Regions from separate parts of the Capra hircus genome. Here region 2 is linked to region 1. A link is a contact called in public Hi-C data. All regions are on one chromosome and are shown on one strand. The core of a region is the stretch at or near the end of the contact, and the rest is flanking DNA. Distances in the headings are between cores, read along the strand shown. Region 1 has its middle 110 kb from the start of TRNAC-GCA. Region 2 holds the start of TBL1XR1 (F-box-like/WD repeat-containing protein TBL1XR1).

Region 1 (4,551 bases), core at 1,500-3,999:
CTGAGAAATCTAACGTAAACTCCTCAGTAGTAGCTCTCAAAGCTTGTCTAACAGTTCTTTCCAGCCTTTCTCCAGTATTTGTCAGATTGTTAGAGGTTTGGGGCCTTTTTTTTTATAAATATAAATTCACCTCTGTATCCCTGAGCTCAACAGGGTCCTTGAAAACAGAGTAGATTGCATGGAGAGTTCCAGATTGAAAATAACCCTGGGAAGGAAACACCCCAAGGTGATATCAGTTAGATCAGCTGCCAAATGCCAGAGGGAGTTGGGAGGGCCCCATAATGCTCCCTGGTGTATAACAGGTTCCATTCAGTGTCACACAGGCTGAAAAGTGTCCTGTCTTCTGGGAGCTAGAAAGGGTGTTCATGATAAGGCAGGGTGGGGGCCTGACTCACACAATTAGCCGGGCTTTTGTCTTTGGATCTGCCTGGAAGTGACTCATAGGCTGGGGGGGGGGGGGGGGGGGCGGGGCGGGGGGACCCTTTTGGAAATCAATGAGGGGGGAAAAAAAGGAGGTTAAGCACTACAGCATTTTTTCTCTGATAAAAGGTGGATCTGTTGTCCCATAAATGTTGAATACTGTACATTTCTTCAGCTTCTCTCCAACAAAAACCCAGGGGGAATTATTAAGCCTGACAATTCACTCATTTTCTCCAAGATTTTTATTAAATACAATTTAGAGGGGATAAAGTTTCTTCTCTTCGCTCTTCCTATTCACTCGAATAAACCCTATTTACCACCAGGGCAGAAGAAATGGGCTTCCAGGAGACTGCAGGCGTAGGTAATGTTTCCCCTTTCAGTGAACCAGTGGAAGGCTCCCCCTCCAACAGCCTCCAGGACACTTCCTGTGCACTCACATGTCACTCAATTCATTATGAAGAGCATTTAGGGAGTACCGTGTTATGAGGCACTGACCGTGGGGGGTGGGGGTGGGGGAGGGGTAAAAGACAGTTCTGCTTTCTGGGGGTTTATGGTAGTTAGGGAGCTAGTCTGGAACTCAGCTAAGATATTGCACAAGTCAGAATAATAAATGCCATGTTGGTATATTATTAGGACTTTTGGTTTCAAGCACTAAAAATGCAAACTGAGGTAAACAACAAGAGGAATTTGTTGTAAAACTCCTGGGCTGTCACAAAGATTCAGGGACAGAGGCAGTTGCACGGCCAACGGCAGACCTCCCTCGGCTGCTCTGCCTTCTCAGCCTGTCCCTGTTCCCGGCCCTCTACCTCTGTCTTCAGGTTGGTCTTTCCTCCACTTGATCAGAAAATGGTCACAGAGAAGGTTCCCAACATTATAACATTTTGCAGCTTTAGCCCCGGGGAGAAACTGACTTTTTCACTTCCAGTTTCAAAATTCTCCAAGGGGGCTTCTGATTGGACTAAAAGTGTCAGCTCTTCACTTTTGGACCACGTGCAAGGTGGCAGAGGAGAGGATTTGGGAAAAGGCCATGAACGCGCTTAGGTCAGAGGCACATTCCCCAGGGCACCCCAACCTTGGTAGTAAAGTGCCTCTTCCCAGGGTCCCCGTGGAGGGAGGGGGGCGCTGAGAGTCAGTGGGCTCTAGAGAGCCCGGAGGGTAGGGGGAACAGCGGGCCCCACAGTCCAGCAAACCACCCTGGGACTCTGGCCTGACAGATGACACTGCTAGTGAAGGCAAAGGACTGGAATATTCGAAGGCTGGAGTCTCTTATGAAATCCGGCTTTCATTTAATCCTCCCAGCAGTGACTGCGGGGATTACTGCTTCCCGCTTTCCACGGATAAAGGATACAGAGAGGTTAAGCACTCTGTCTACACGCACACAGCTAATAAGGGGTAGAACAGGACTGGGAACCAGGGGGCCCGCCTGGGGCTTCCATGAACAAACCTGGTGGGGCAGGGAACGCGGGGAGAGGCAGGCTGGAGCTCTGAGGAGGAGCAGTCTGGCCCTGGGGCGTTGGGTTGAAGTTCTGCGGACGTGGACTTCTGGGAGGGTTTCAGCAGGTCGAGGAGAGGGACTGAGGGAGCTGCGCCAGCAGGCAGCGGTCTAGGTGCCTAGTCCCAGAGATGCCCCCAGCGAAGCTGGGTGCGCGGGAGGGCGGAGGGCCAGCAGGAGCTGCTAGGCCCGAAAGGGAGGCAGAGGCCTGGTGGGGAAGGCCACGCCCCAGCCTGGAGTGCTTATCCCCAGATCCCGGCCTCCAAATGCAATTCCATTTAAGGGCAGCCTGGCCCGATTCACACCTAGCCTTGAAGATGACTGGGCGCCCTGTGGTCGGTTTGCAGGGTGAGAACAGGAACCTACAATCCGGCACCTGCACTCCCAGCGCCATAAAGGAAGCCAGTCACATCCCATAAAATGTCACCACCGCTGAGGTGCAATTTCCAAGGGGATCTCTAGCAGAGGGCAATACTCTGCGGCCGGCGACCGTCACATCTGCGAATTCACCGCAGCTGGGGCGGCAGGCTCTGGTGTAGGGCAGGGGAAGGGCAGGGGCCCCCTTTCTAGCCCTCTGCTCCCCGTTTTGTAAGGCGGCTCGGCCACGTGGTGAAAGCTGCCGGGGGGAGAGGGGGAGGGTGGTGGTTGTCAAGGGGGGTGGCCTGAGCAATTTCTGCCGGAGAGGTGTTTGACCAAACGCAAAGAGCTCGGGAGCGGGAGCCCGGAGCCGTGCCCGGGCTGGGCCGCGGACACCGACGCCGCCTTGGCGGAGCCTGAGCGCTGAGCCGCTGCCGCCCCTCCCCCCGGCCTGGTCCGCGAGCTCATTTTCGCTTGGCCGGTCCCCGCGCTGCCGGATGGATCGCGCCCCACCCCCGCTCCTCTGCTCAGTCATTCAGACTTGGAAAGTCAATAACACGCTGACATCATCAGGGGTTTGTGTATTATTACACGGCTACTTTCCAGAGTACCTGGCATTATCTAAGAGAGGAGCACTCCGGCTGCCCCAGGGAGGGCCTGAGACGCGGGGCGACTACCCACGCCAGGCCTTTTCCTCCTTGGGAGCATCTTCAGGGCACCGATTAGAAACAGATTATGAGCTTTTGCTGTGCTAAATGCAGAGGCACTTTAGTTATCGATACAGGCTTCATGTTGGCTGGGGGTGTACTTAATCATTCCTAAGTGACCTCTATTTCTACCAAAGACATCCACTTGGTCTTTAGGAAGCATTTTTAGTGATCCTCACAAAGGAAAAAAAGGCATCTTTTATGACAGGAAGCCAAAGGCTGATTCTTTTGAGACTCTGGGGGTTTGTGTGTGCGAATCTCTATTATGTAATCGCCATCACGGGTGATTAGGTCTTCTCTTTCCCTCCAGGGTTGGCTCGGGTGGTTTGGTTGCTGTGTTTTTCTTAAGCCTCATGCAGAGCAAACACATACATAAAAAACATGTCCCAGATTTACGGTGCAAAACTACTCTCCAAGCAAACTGCCTTAGAAGAGTGTCTCATTTTGAAGGAGGGAAATGATGAATTTGTTGTTAATGAAGACTCCTTATCTTACTACTCTGGCATTTCCTTTTCCTAGAATGAGCTTTTAAGAATCATTTAATGTATTTTAGATATTCTCTCCCCTCCCTCCTGTTGTAATGGTCCTTATAATGGCTTAAATAACGAAGTGTATAATTACTGCACTTTGTTCTGTGGATACACACACAAACACCACCCAGTTAAAATATGTAAAACTTACACAACATGGTACCTTTTCTGTTTCATCAAACAGGCTCTTCTCTTCCACACACAGGGCTAATCCTATTTAAATTTTCTTAAATTTTAAATTGCAAAAAATGGCAACCAGCAGGGAACTGGCTATCTGGAGACTTAGAAGGGGAGTGCAGTTCTTCCCGGCCTGATCACATCCCTCTGTACCCTTGGCTGGGACTGATCACTTACTGATATGAAGTACATTGGAGCTGCCTGGGGACTGGGGAGGAAGCAAAGCAGCCATGTTTCTCAGCAGTGTAGTGCTTTGCCTCTGTGCACTTGATCATTTCAGGAGAACTTGTAGTGGATCATGACCACTTCCCTCTAGACGGCTTGAGGGAAAAATTTCCCTACAACGTGTGCACTTCTAAAATCGCCTCCACAGGCTTGCCCTACAGCTCTCCTGCCCCCACCTACAATTTTGCGCTGGAAATTTCTGAAGTCCAGCTCTCCACAATGGTTCAGTAGGTGTTAGGGTGCAATGGGTGGGATTCTCCCGCTCCCAGTGCACTGTGTACTTAGGGGGTTTCCCTCAGCTCCTTAGGAGTGTGCAGACTGGAGAGTCTGACCCTTTGGTTGTCAAGATGAAGAGGCTCTCACATCTTGAAGCACTTCTGTTTTCTCGCCTGCCTGCCCTTCGGCCTTTGCCTAAGCCCCTTCTAGGCATGACTGACCCAAATAGAGGTCCTCTCTAGACAGGGAAGTCAACCATCTTGTTCTGGATGTTGAGCTTTGATATTAATAGTGGACAACTAACTTCCTGTCCGAGAGCTTCTGCCTAAGCAGGGGAGGACAAAGGTCAGAGGACCACTTGGGCAGAAGCATCAGGGCAGGAAGCTGGTTGCTAGCTATGTAGGCTTCAGAACTAGGTGGCTGACAC
Region 2 (4,186 bases), core at 894-3,393, 120 kb before region 1:
ACCTCGATTTAAGAGCAAAAAGTATAAACACAAATCACAAGCCTAACCACTCTCAGGCATATTTTCTGCTGCCCCTCCTCCACAGGTAAACGCTAACTATTTCTAGAACGGCGCTCAATGATAATTTCCGAAGCTTGCTTGCCATGAACTCCCATGATACAACCCAACATACACACTGTTTTCATGGAGACAAAGCTGCCCTATTTCGCCAGACTATAAACTTATTAAAAGAGTGAGAACGTACAGTCCCAGGAAGTCAAGATTACTAAAATACACCAATGCAGCATGAGTCTGATTTAACAAAAATGAAAATAAACCACACTGGGAAAACCAAAAAGTCACTCACTGTATCTTCAGCGTGTAATCAGGATATTTATCACTTTTTTTTTTTTAAGTAAATGAAAACACCACCAGGGCCTCATATTATCCGACCAGATAAAGGAGTCTTTAGGAAAAAAGGGGGGAGGAAAATGATTACCTAATTATATGGGGGAGGGGGAATTAAACCATTCAGACTAAAAATAACCTACATTTCACCCACCATATTTTATGAGCAAGCTTGTTTAGATCAACAGAAGGGTCTTCCTTGGAAAACCAGAAAGCCAACAGTCAACTTCCCTCAGTCAACTATAAATCATATAGGCACTAAAACTCTTCACCTTGATGCCCGCACAGTCCACCGTTTTAAGCAAACTCCAGACACAGAAAAATCTAGTTTTTAACTTGGTTCCAACACTTTAGTCATTCGTAATCACCACATTATTTTCGAGAATATCATTAGACAAGCTAAGAACGGGAGCGTTTTTTAAAAGCCATTACAACTCAAATTTTACATGAAACACACCATTTTCACAACCCAAATTTATTCTCGGTTGCCCCTGCAAAGTGATGCCTATTTCAGCAAATTAGGAACTTCCAAAAATACTGAACACGCTCACACACGCATGGCTTCCCTCGAGCTGCCATTTCAGATTAATATTTCACTGAAATAAAAGTCTGCTGCTGTTCAAAAAATGACATCGGTTGCAAAGAGGAAGTTACCGAGAAACCACCCTCACAACGTGGCCTTTACACTGTCAGAAAATAATGTGACTCTGAGCCACCCAAAACTTACCAGGAAGCTAGCAATAACTTTGCCAATTCTACACTTCTGAACCCAACTTCAAAAAGGCTCTATCAAATGCCTCCTCAAGACGCTAAAAAGCTCTAAGTTACAAATAAACACGTCCCGGAGTGCGGCCCTGCGGCCGCGCGCCCCTCCCCCCCTGCACCCCCGCCCGGGACGCGCGCCCCAACAGCCGCCCCCCGCACGCCGGCCGGGGTCGCCGCGCCGGGGCCTGGGCCGCGCCGGGGGAGGGGCGCGGACTTCCATCGCTGCCCGAGGTTTCGCCAAAAAACGTGCACCGAAGCCCTCTCCCCTGCTAAAAATAGGCTATCAAGGAGTCGGCCTCATGATGGCTCCTTGATTCAATTTGCTGCAAATTCTTTCCTGAAAGCCTCCCCCACAGACACACACACACACACACCACACACAAAAAGGGGGTGTAGATGCACGAAGGGTGGAAGAGGGGGAGCAGGCCGACGTGCACATTTTCGGGGACAACAACATAATAAGGGTGAGGATCCCCCGGGACCAGGAAAGGGTAGGGGGTGGGCAGGCACGTGAGCATTTCAAAGAAGCCTGGGAGAGCAAAAAGGGGGGATGGGGCACCCTAAATGCCGTCCCTCCCTCCCCTCCCCCATCAAACCCCTAGCTCCCCGAAGGGCCAAGTTGAAAAATGCATGTTCCACTTGCGCCCATCCCCCCCACCACCACCGCGGCCTGGCGCCCCCCAGACCACCGCGGCCCGCGCCCCCCGCCCCGGCCCGCGGCCGCCCCAGCCCCGGGGTCCGGCCCCTGGCGCTTACCTGGAAACGGTGGCCTCCGACGCCGCTCCCCCCCTCCCGGGAATGGAGGCACAAGGAAATTCCCCTCCTCGCCGCCGCCGCCACCTCCAACCACCCCCAAAATAACCCCTCCGGGGGGTGAGAGGCAATTATAACCCCGGCGAGCGGAGGGCGCGGGGGATGGGCGCCGGGCGGGCGGGGGCGGGGAGCGCGGCGCGGGTCCCCAGGTGGCGAGCGGAGGTGCTCCCGCCGCGGGGGGAGGGGCGGGGGCGCACGCGGCCGGCGGCGGGGGGAGGCGGCGCGCGGGGGAAGGGCGCGAGCGGGGAGAGGAATTGAGGCAGAAGGTAAAAGCTGTTACTAAGGGAAAGAGCCAAACGGTTCGGAGCAGCCAACGGCTCAGACACTCAACACTGGGGAGAGAGGAATGGGGACCAGCCAGGCACAAATGAGCTCGCGAGGCCCGCGGCGGCGGCGGCGGCGGCCGCGCAGCAAAACAAACCCGAGCGGCCTGCGCCGGGCGGGCGCGCGGGGGAGGGGCCGGCGGGGGAGGGGCGCGGCGGACGCGGGGAGGAGGCGGCGGCGGCGGCGCGGCGGGGGGGGCCTCCGCCGGCCCCGCTCCTCTGCCTCCCGCCCGCCGCGGCGGCGCTGGGGGCTGGGCGGGTGCGGCGCAGGCGTTTAAAAAGAAAGCAAGACCCGCGGGCGCTCCCAGGCGCCGCCGGGCCCCCGGCCGCCCCGCCCCCACCGCCGCGCGCCGCCGGGTGCGGGGCGCCTCCGGGCCGGGTGGGGGCGGGGAGGCGCCGGTTAACTTTCCCGGGGAGGCCAGCCGGGCTCCGGCGCGGTCGGGGGCGGCCTGGCCCCGCGCGCACCCGGGCAGCGCGGCGCGGCCGGCGGGCCACACGCACGCGGTGAGCATGTGCGGAGAGCGCGGCGCAGGCATCATATGGACATTTGTTTGGGAAAAGAGCTGCTCGCACCTTTGTGTGCATAAATACATATGTTTCTCGGAAGCCTACCTGGAAAGGGGCTTTATCTGTAATAAGCGATTTTCAAAATGTGATCCAGAGCACCGGCTCTGTGGAGAAAACACGCGCACACAAGAAAAGGGTTTTGATACTAAACACAAAGCTGTAATTGAAGTGTTTATGCCCAAATGTACTGTGAATTAAACATATGGTGGTATTTATCGTCTGGTGGGTCTGTTTGAAAGGTTTTGTCGATCAGTTCTCGTTTTACAAAAATAAAATAATGAACTAAATGTTTGCTAAACATACATACCTCTACGGCAGCATCGACAGTAGAAGTTTATTCACTTTGTCTACTTTTTGCATGTGTGTAGCTCATCAAGGCGGTTTATAGATTATAACTTAGATGAGTGATCATGTAACAATATTGGTGAGGGCAGCGGGTTGTTTTTAAAAAGGGTGGCACTTCACAGGTTTGAAATAAATGTGTTTGGTGTAAGGTCCTCAAAAAGCAGAGCTTGGGGTTTTCTAGGACCTTTGTATAAGCCTAAGGTATTAAAAAAGCAGCTTACTCCTTTAAGATTTGGCCTGGAAGAAACCTTTTTTGTTAATATTTTCAGTTACTGCTGTCTTCAAAGTAAAATAACAATTTGCAGCCTTTTTAAAAGGTTAAGGGGTTCTGTTTTCCTACTTTTGTGCTTTCATATTTGGAAATTGGGGTAGTCAATATTGTAAAGCAATGGTAGTTTCCTCTCAGTATCAGAGACCTAAATTCTCACACCAAAAAAAATTCATTAAGACAAACTTTTACACATCTGGACTCTGGGTGGCCTAATAAGCTCAGTGATGAGACAGGTGCCCTTTTTTGGCCAAAGTCAAAGGCTCTTGCCCCTGTTGAGTTCTTGAAGGAAGTGCTGGAGGCCTTTACAGACCTTTGAATGTTGGCTGGGGGAGGTTGGGGAGCGGGTAGGAAAACCATCAGAAGAGAGGGAGTGAGATTGGAAACTCCCTCCCAACCACCAGAAAGTGTTCAAAGCCTCTCTGTGGTTTGTCCTTAGAGCTATTTTCATATATGAAAGAGGGAATGTTAGATTAAACAATGTCATCCGATGGGAATTTAGATAACTGCAGGTTTCCAAAACACTGTGTTGAGTGTACAGGGAAACAGCACAAAGAGAGCTGGTTTTGCATCAGAAGAATTCTGAAGCTCAGACTGACTGACTGCAGAACTAACACCTTTTGCAAAGGCTCTTTTCAGAAGTAATGAAAATATAATATTTTACTTTTTTGTCAATATTTGTAGTGAAATACATATAAATGTAACTAAGCATCACCTT

What was found. Hi-C and Micro-C count contacts between places; a contact is called where the count stands out from the background.
Region 2: a Hi-C map of blood shows a contact between it and region 1, with 4 times the contacts expected there. The contact joins the promoter of TBL1XR1 here to the enhancer-like site in region 1. A contact is called at or near these places in 3 of 5 Hi-C or Micro-C datasets (all in blood).

What each region holds. Positions count from the first base shown.
Region 1 is chr1:89,359,674-89,364,224 of ARS1.2, reverse strand. No RefSeq gene overlaps it. Among named protein-coding and RNA genes, the nearest start is that of TRNAC-GCA, 110 kb to the right of the region's middle. Within about 2 kb of position 2,749, at least 5 of the 5 cell types and tissues checked have an H3K27ac peak or open chromatin away from gene starts, as enhancers often do.
Region 2 is chr1:89,482,934-89,487,119 of ARS1.2, reverse strand. TBL1XR1 (F-box-like/WD repeat-containing protein TBL1XR1) reads right to left here and starts at 2,143. Exons shown (of 17, transcript XM_018047615.1): 1 at 1,909-2,143.